Linked DNA regions of Rattus norvegicus: region 1 is linked to region 2. The links are chromatin contacts, called in public Hi-C maps. All regions are on one chromosome and are shown on one strand. The core of a region is the stretch at or near the end of the contact, and the rest is flanking DNA. Distances in the headings are between cores, read along the strand shown. Region 1 holds the start of Trabd (TraB domain containing). Region 2 holds the start of Creld2 (cysteine-rich with EGF-like domains 2).

Region 1 (3,591 bases), core at 98-2,597, 250 kb before region 2:
CATCTGAAAATTCCCAGCAGTCTGTGGTTTTAGGAGGGAAAGTGTTGGCGCAAAGAGCAGAAAAGGCCCATTCATGTCAGGGCCCACAAGGAGGTACAGCCCTGGCATACTGGGTCAAAATAACAGAGAGGTTCTGCACTGCATCTAGAGCCACGTCAGTCGAGCTCCCCACCTTCCCGGCCCCACAGCCATCTCTCTTCTGGGTCCTATTCATACTAAATGCATCTTACCCCAAATCACATACTCAAAACACAAGGCTCAAAATAATTACATCAACACGCAGAGGTTTTAAGAGACGGCTGAACTCAGATGAGGCCATATGGCAGGACCCATGATGAGATGTCCTTATAAGAGACACTAAGCAGCTATGAGGACACAATGACAATGGGTAGCAAGACAGGCAGAACCTTCATCAGCAACCCAAAAGACTAGCATTCGACCTAGGATTCCCAACCTCTAAAACTACACTATGAGTAATAAACGTTTTAAGTTTCTCAATCCACAAAACCCTGTTACCACCCTGATCTGACACACCCATCATGATCAACAATCTCTAAACCAAACTGTTTCCCAGATGGCAGCTTGCTTCCTACCACTGGTCAAAAGCTGACCACGACCAACTGGCAAAACTAGGCAAGACAGAAAGAAATGACAGGGTATCCAAAAGCCCTGGCCTCCTCTTGTCCGTTTCTGGAAGCCTGGACACTGCAGGACCCGGGAAAGCCCGCTCCAGCAGGACATATTTTACCTAAGTGTGGCAGAGCTGAGGACCGGAAGAGGAAAGAAACCGGAGATGAAGAAGCCTAGTCAGCCCTCCAGAGACCTGGTTTCCGTCCACCTGGAGATGCCCTGTAGGAGCCTGCAGGCTCCTGGCTGCCAGTGCACTCTGCCAGAGCCCTGCTGGCATCCTGCCCACAGTATCACGGCCACCGCAAGATGAAGTCTTCCTAGGGAGGCCCAGGGACAGCTGCGTTTCACAAGACCAGGGGACCTAGAGCCCCTCCGCTTGGGGAGCACGAAAGCCTGGAGACAGTCCCACTTCTAAAGAAGCTCTTGACGTCCCAAAGCCAGCGGAGCGCTTCTGCTTGTCTGGGTTCTTTCTGGGACTCTAGAGCCCAAGAAAATCTACACCGTCCTGGGTCAGCCCGACCCAGTGGGATACGTGCCCCTGGTCTTCACAGTCCCCACCTGCAGTCCGTGCCCTCCCGCATGCCCTCCCGCACGCGCCGTCGAGGCGCGAGGGGCCCCCGCCCGCCCGGTCAGGCCACGGCGTACCGAGCGAGGCGGCGGCGTTCCTCAGCCGGCCTCCATGCGCGCGTCGCCGGGCTGACGGGGTGGGCCGGGGCGGGGCGGGGCGGCCGGACGGGCCGGACAGGCCGAGGGTGCGGGCCGCGGAGCATGCCGGGAAACACCTCCCAGGGCCACGCGCGCGAGGCCCCGCCCCCGCCGGGGTCTAAGCGCAGGGCCCCGCCTACCAGCCCGACGCCCCCAGGTCCTAGAGCGCAACCGAGAGCAGGCTCGAGGGTGTTGGCCCCAAAGCCGAATCTGTGCGACTCGGCTGCGTTCTTTAAGCGTCCGCAGGATGGCCGGGAGTCTAGGGAGCCGTCAGGGCACGGGAGAGAGACAGAAACTAGGGATCGTAGGAGGTGCCCTTCTGGTTTCCTTGGAGAATCGCATGCCAAGTGGAGAGGCTCAAGGGCAGGACTAAAGAGCGAAAGCTCCAGGACATCCTCGCTACATGTTCGCATGCTTGGGACTGAGAGCCCGGAGATTGCAGGGTTTCTGGGTAGGCGGGGCCGCAGTGACAGCCGCACAAGTGCCCAATATCTAAACCCAGGCTTCAAACTCTCCAGTCTCCTAGGACAACTTAAGAGCAGGGCAGGGACTGAGGCCAGTTGGCCCACTCAGGCCAGGTCTCCAGGCTGCAGAGGGCCGCCGGTTGATGAGTGGATGAGAGGAGCCAGGCGAGCCCGCAGTGGACATGTCTCTATTTGAGTACCCCAAGATAAGCTACTGTGGGAGCCAGACAGTGACTCCCCGCCGCAGGCCCTGGCACAGACCCTCCGAAGAGGAAGTAACCTCTGCCTAGTTCCCGGCTGCCTCATCCAGCCCTTTCAGGTTCCAAAAGAAGAGATTGCAACTCTGACCCTGAGTTTTGCAGACCCCGCCTTTGATGATATTTCTCTAAATGGCCCTCCTGGAACTTGGCCACTGTGAGGAAGATAATTCTTCACGCACCAGGCAGGATTCCCTCCAGCAGTGTTACACAAGAGGCTCGTTATGAGACTACTGGCAGGAATTTGCTGCCACAATTCTTCTTACAGCTTCCTGGTCCCCAAGGGACCTGACCTCAAGGTGACCTCCACCTTCCTTGCTCCTTAGTGAAGCACATGTTTGTTCTGGGGGGTTTCGGATTCATCCCTGTTGTCCACTACTTTAATGTGTGTGTTCCGTGGCTACCTCTCCTCTTCTGGCCTCCTCAGCCACATTCATGTAGCTTTTTTTTTTTTTTTTTTTGCTTCTTTTTTTTTTTGCTTCTTTTTTTCGGAGCTGGGGACCGAACCCAGGGCCTTGCGCTTCCTAGGCAAGCGCTCTACCACTGAGCTAAATCCCCAACCCCCACATTCATGTAGCTTAAGAGAAGACTTGGTGGGCTTAGAGCTGAGACTGCCAGTAAGGCCTCTCTTACTCCCTGTTCATCTTGGTTGAAAACCTCAGTGATAGGCTAGTGTCAGGAAGGGGCCTGGGTTCTAGTTCTGGTTGGCTGGCAATGTTCTCCCTGAGCCTGTCCTTTTACTGTGGGCAGATCATGGTGCCACCTCTCCTGTTTGCCTGTCTAGAGTAATGGTTTTCAATGTTGGAGCCCTTTAATATGGTTCCTCATGCTGTGGTGACCCCTAGCCATAAAAGTATTTCGTTGCTACTTCATACCTGTAATTTTGCTACTGTTATAAATCGTAATATCTGATAGGCAGGATGTCTGATATGAGACCCCAATGGGGTCACAACCCATAGGTTGAGGACACTGGCCTAGGGAAAGCGGGAGGGAGGCAAAGGATGGGATGACATTTTAAGTGGATGCTGACCCTGAAGTGCCAGAATTCTATTTTGGCTAAGTGGCTGCCGGGGAGGCAGATGATGAAAACCAGAGCTGCCCTCTAACCTGCTGGTGTCTGCGGGAGTCAGAAATAGGAAATGGAGTCTGGAGGACACGGCCAGCCATGCCGGCAGGGAAACCACAGCAGATCTCAGCCGGTAGAGATCAGCTCTCCCTTCTACCTTACGCTTTGCTTGGGAGAAAAGCACACCAGCCTGAGTTCTGCTTTCTAACAGCTGTTCCCAAGCCTGCTTTGTTCGAGCAGGTCCTGTCATGCCACAGGATGAGTGGGTGACTTAACATAGAGCTGGCCAAGTGGAATGCACCTTCGTTCAGCAGAGCAGCTGCTGGGAGGGGGCCTTTTGAGGTGAGCCATGCAGGGAGCCAATGCAGGTGAGGCTTGTAGGGAAAGTGTTCAACATGGCCAGAGGAGTCCAGAGTCTTTGGAAAGAGAGAGGAGCTATCTGAAGCCATTGGGAGTAAACAGAGGGGAA
Region 2 (3,552 bases), core at 206-2,705:
CAGAACCACTCAAATAAGTTGGGGTAATCCTTCTTCCTGAGGATTTAGAAATGGTCGTTAAATCCCATGAGATGTTGGGCTGGGACACGCGTGGCTCAGTGGTGGAGCATACCCAAGAACGCCCCTAGGGATGCTCAAAGCCTTGGATAGCTTCAAACCCTAAAATATATACTTCGGGCGTTTATAAACATACTGGTGGGTTTCAAAACAGTACTCAATGATGCACCGAAGCGAGGCTTATCGCTGCAATTTTCACTTCTTACCTCCAGGCTGAAGCAACTACCTGGGGTGATGTGGGCTAGGAGGCACACTGTACATGCCTTCAGAGCTACAGGATAGGGCAAGCAAGGAAAACACAGGTCCTCTTTGCAAGCCTCCGACTCAAAGGAGAGGGTGGCAGTGCCTTGGTAAATTGGGACAGGGATGTAGGACATCTCCTGCTTCTGTACTGGGAAGAGACCACAAAACTAGAGATCAGAAGATGGGGTTCTGGGTACTCACAGGGACTGCCACCAGGCCTCGAGCTGCTCTTCCTGCTGCTCCAAGAGTTGGTTGCACTCAAAGTCACTGCTGTCACACAGACCCTCCATGATCTCCAGAAGCCGGATCTCACTGAAACACAATCTGTCAGCACCCCGAAGCACCAGCACCCCAAAGCACCAGCACCCTAAAGCACCAGTCCGCTCACTTTACACATGTCCCACCTAGAGACTACTTTAGTGAAGAGGGGAGTCTCCACAACCATGAGCAGGGTTAGTCATTAAGGGGAGGCTAACCTGGGGTGTGCAGTCGACCCAGTAATGGGAAGCACCTCCGCACGAGGAGAGCTTATTCCATTAGTCAGGGAAACCAGAAGTCTCTAGGAGGGCTAGGGGCTCCAGTTTGAGTTTCCAAAAGTCGTGTGTGCGTGTGAAAAAGCCTTCCAGTGCATGCAGAAGTGGCTGTAGGAGTGTGGAGGCCAGTTGAGTGGCCAGAGGCAGGGATGACCAATGACAGATGTCCACCATCTAAGATTTCCATGTGCCGGTGGTCTGCACTGACCCCCAAAGTCTGACGGCCGACGACCGATTCACAGGCCATGGCAGCAAATCCTTGCAGTTCTTGGGACACTCACCTGAATTCATACTTCGACAGAGTCTTCTCTTCCCACGCCGTGTTGCCGCCTCCGAAATTCTTCCTGGCCGTGTTGGCCATCCCCTGCAGAAGAGGTGGCACCAGCTCGATGGTCCACTGTGAACCCCGCCAGCCCCTGCCCAGAGCCGCTGCCCCGGACCCACCGCCCGCCCACCTGGTTGAACTTGTCCACCAGCGTCCGGCACCTCTGGCACTGTGTCGGCTTCTTGGAGGCCGCGGGTGGCGGCAGCAGCAGCAGTAGCAGCCCGAACCCGGCTGCAAGCAGCAGGTGCATGGCGGGAGGGCAGCCCGGCGACCCACCGAGAACTGCGGCGGAGTCTGAGCCTCCGCCCACCGGCCCGCGCGCCGGCCGTTCCCCGGGCTACTTGACTGCAACGCCGAGGCCCCGCCCACCTTTCACACTGCGCGTTTCTATTGGTCGGAGGAATCCCCCCTGCCTGATGTGGACCAATTGAGGCTCGCCACGAGAAGCCACCAATGAGAAAGCCCCGGGTCAGCGTCCCGCGAGAATGAGGCGGAACCGTAATCTATCCGGTCTTCTTGCCCCGCCCTCCACGAGTGGCCTGCGGCGGCCATCTTTTCTCCGGGCGGGAAGTGCCCGCCTCTGTGGCCAGCTTGAGCAATGGTGGCCATGTTAAGTTCGGGCAAAGATTTGGCTTCTTGGCCTGGCTTCCGCGGCCGGCTTCCTGCGGAAGGTAGTCTTGTGAGTTCCGAGGGGCCATGCGGATAGCAGAGGAGGTTAGCGCGCGCCGCCGGGATTGGGGTACTTGGGAGGTGATGAGGCCGGGGCTCATCCGAGAGCGCGTGACGGCCTTTGAGTTCCTCACCTGGGGAACGGACCTCTCACTTAGGGGCTGGATATCTCACCTGAGGCCTGGACCTTTCATCTATCTTCCTCACCTGGCGGCCGCAGGTGTCATCTATAAACTGCTCTACCTCTGGGTCCGGCTCAATGTGGTTGGAGGGGGGGCAGTAGTCGACATTTCCGCAGGGGGTTCAGACAGTGAGTTCACAATGACCTTTCGAACTTTAAGTGACTTGAGTGAGCAGGAGGAGGAGACGATGTGAATTATCTGTATTTTAGAGAACATCTGTTTATATAAACAATACAGTTTCGTCTGGTCTTTGGTTTACAAGTAGGCCTCATTACATCAGATAAACACTTCCAGGTTAAAGCCACAATTTGAACGAATGACTCCGACAGTTTCCTTGTTAGGTTTGGAGTCACAATTGTCAGGGACAACAGGATCTTTGAAGGGTGCTATCTAATCTGAGGTGCCCTCCTTCTCCACGCCACATTTGTATCTGAGCTTGGCTGCTGGAAGGCGATTAGCCATCTGCCTTCCCTGCAGCTGGCCCCATTCCTGCCGATAGCTGGGTTTTATGTACTGGCGAATATCTACCTATATTGTTTTGCTCCTGGCTGGGTATTCCAGCTCACCCTGGTCTGTTGTCTTGGAAAATGGCTGCTGTTGGTCCTCAGCAGAAAACACACCCCTTTGTGGCTGTGAGGTAGGAGGAGGATCAGGTGAGTTCCATGGGCAGTAGTCACTCTAAAGCTTGGGTCTACTTCAAAGTTGTGCAGAGCAGATAGTTGAAACAGCTAGTCGGACTGCTGCCTCCGAGGCTTGGCTTCTTCCTTCTCTTGGAGACAGGGTCTTGTAATACCAAGGATGACCTTGAACTTTTGCTCCTCTTGCCTCTTAACCTGAGTGTTGAGAATACACAAATATATCTAAGTATCTGGTGTTTATGTGGTTCTGGGGACCGAACCCAAGGCTCTGTGCTCTTAACAAGTTGCCTAGGTTGTCTTGTTCCTCCTGTCTTAGCCTCCCAAGTACTGGAATCATAAGTGTGCATCACCATGCCCCAGTATGATTTTGTGTTAGGCTAGGAACTTTATGTACACATTGTTCCATAACATAATTAGTCGACAGTCAGACTTTTTCAGTTCAGCACTTTTTATTGGGTCTAACACAGCTGGACATAATCAGGTGGGATGAGATGTTGGCCCCACTCACCGTAGCCTTGCAACCAAACTTGGAACGAGCAAGTGCAAGCTGAGGCTTATTTACACTCCACTAAAGTCTTTAGGATAAGCCTCCATGTGGGGATGGGGAATACCTGTGGGGCATTTTCCTGATTGATGATGTGGGAGGGCCCAGCTCACTGTGGATGATGCCTGGGCTGGTGGTCATGGGTGCTATAAGAAGGCAGGCTGTGCAAGCTAGTAAGCAGCACCCCTCCTTGACCTTTGCATCATCTCCTGCTACCACGTTCCTGCCTTGAGTTTCTCCCTTGGTTTCCTTGGATCGTAAGCTGTGTGATGAAATTAGCCAATTCTCCCCCGAAGTTGTTCTTGGATGTGGTGTTTTATCACAGAAATGGAAACCCTAACTAAGACAATAGGAACTATGA

What was found. Hi-C and Micro-C count contacts between places; a contact is called where the count stands out from the background.
Region 1: a contact with region 2 is called in a Hi-C map of liver, with 2.5 times the contacts expected there. The contact joins the promoter of Trabd here to the promoter of Creld2 in region 2. A contact is called at or near these places in 3 of 12 Hi-C or Micro-C datasets (Schwann cells, frontal cortex and liver).

The regions. Positions count from the first base shown.
Region 1 is chr7:122,032,441-122,036,031 of GRCr8, reverse strand. It overlaps Trabd (TraB domain containing), which reads right to left and starts at 1,347. Exons shown (of 10, transcript NM_001106788.1): 1 at 1,276-1,347.
Region 2 is chr7:121,787,287-121,790,838 of GRCr8, reverse strand. Creld2 (cysteine-rich with EGF-like domains 2) reads right to left here and starts at 1,455. Exons shown (of 10, transcript NM_001037208.1): 1 at 1,289-1,455; 2 at 1,115-1,197; 3 at 502-612; 4 at 1-36. The coding sequence starts at 1,408. It overlaps Alg12 (ALG12, alpha-1,6-mannosyltransferase), which reads left to right and starts at 1,856. Exons shown (of 10, transcript NM_001108104.2): 1 at 1,856-1,872.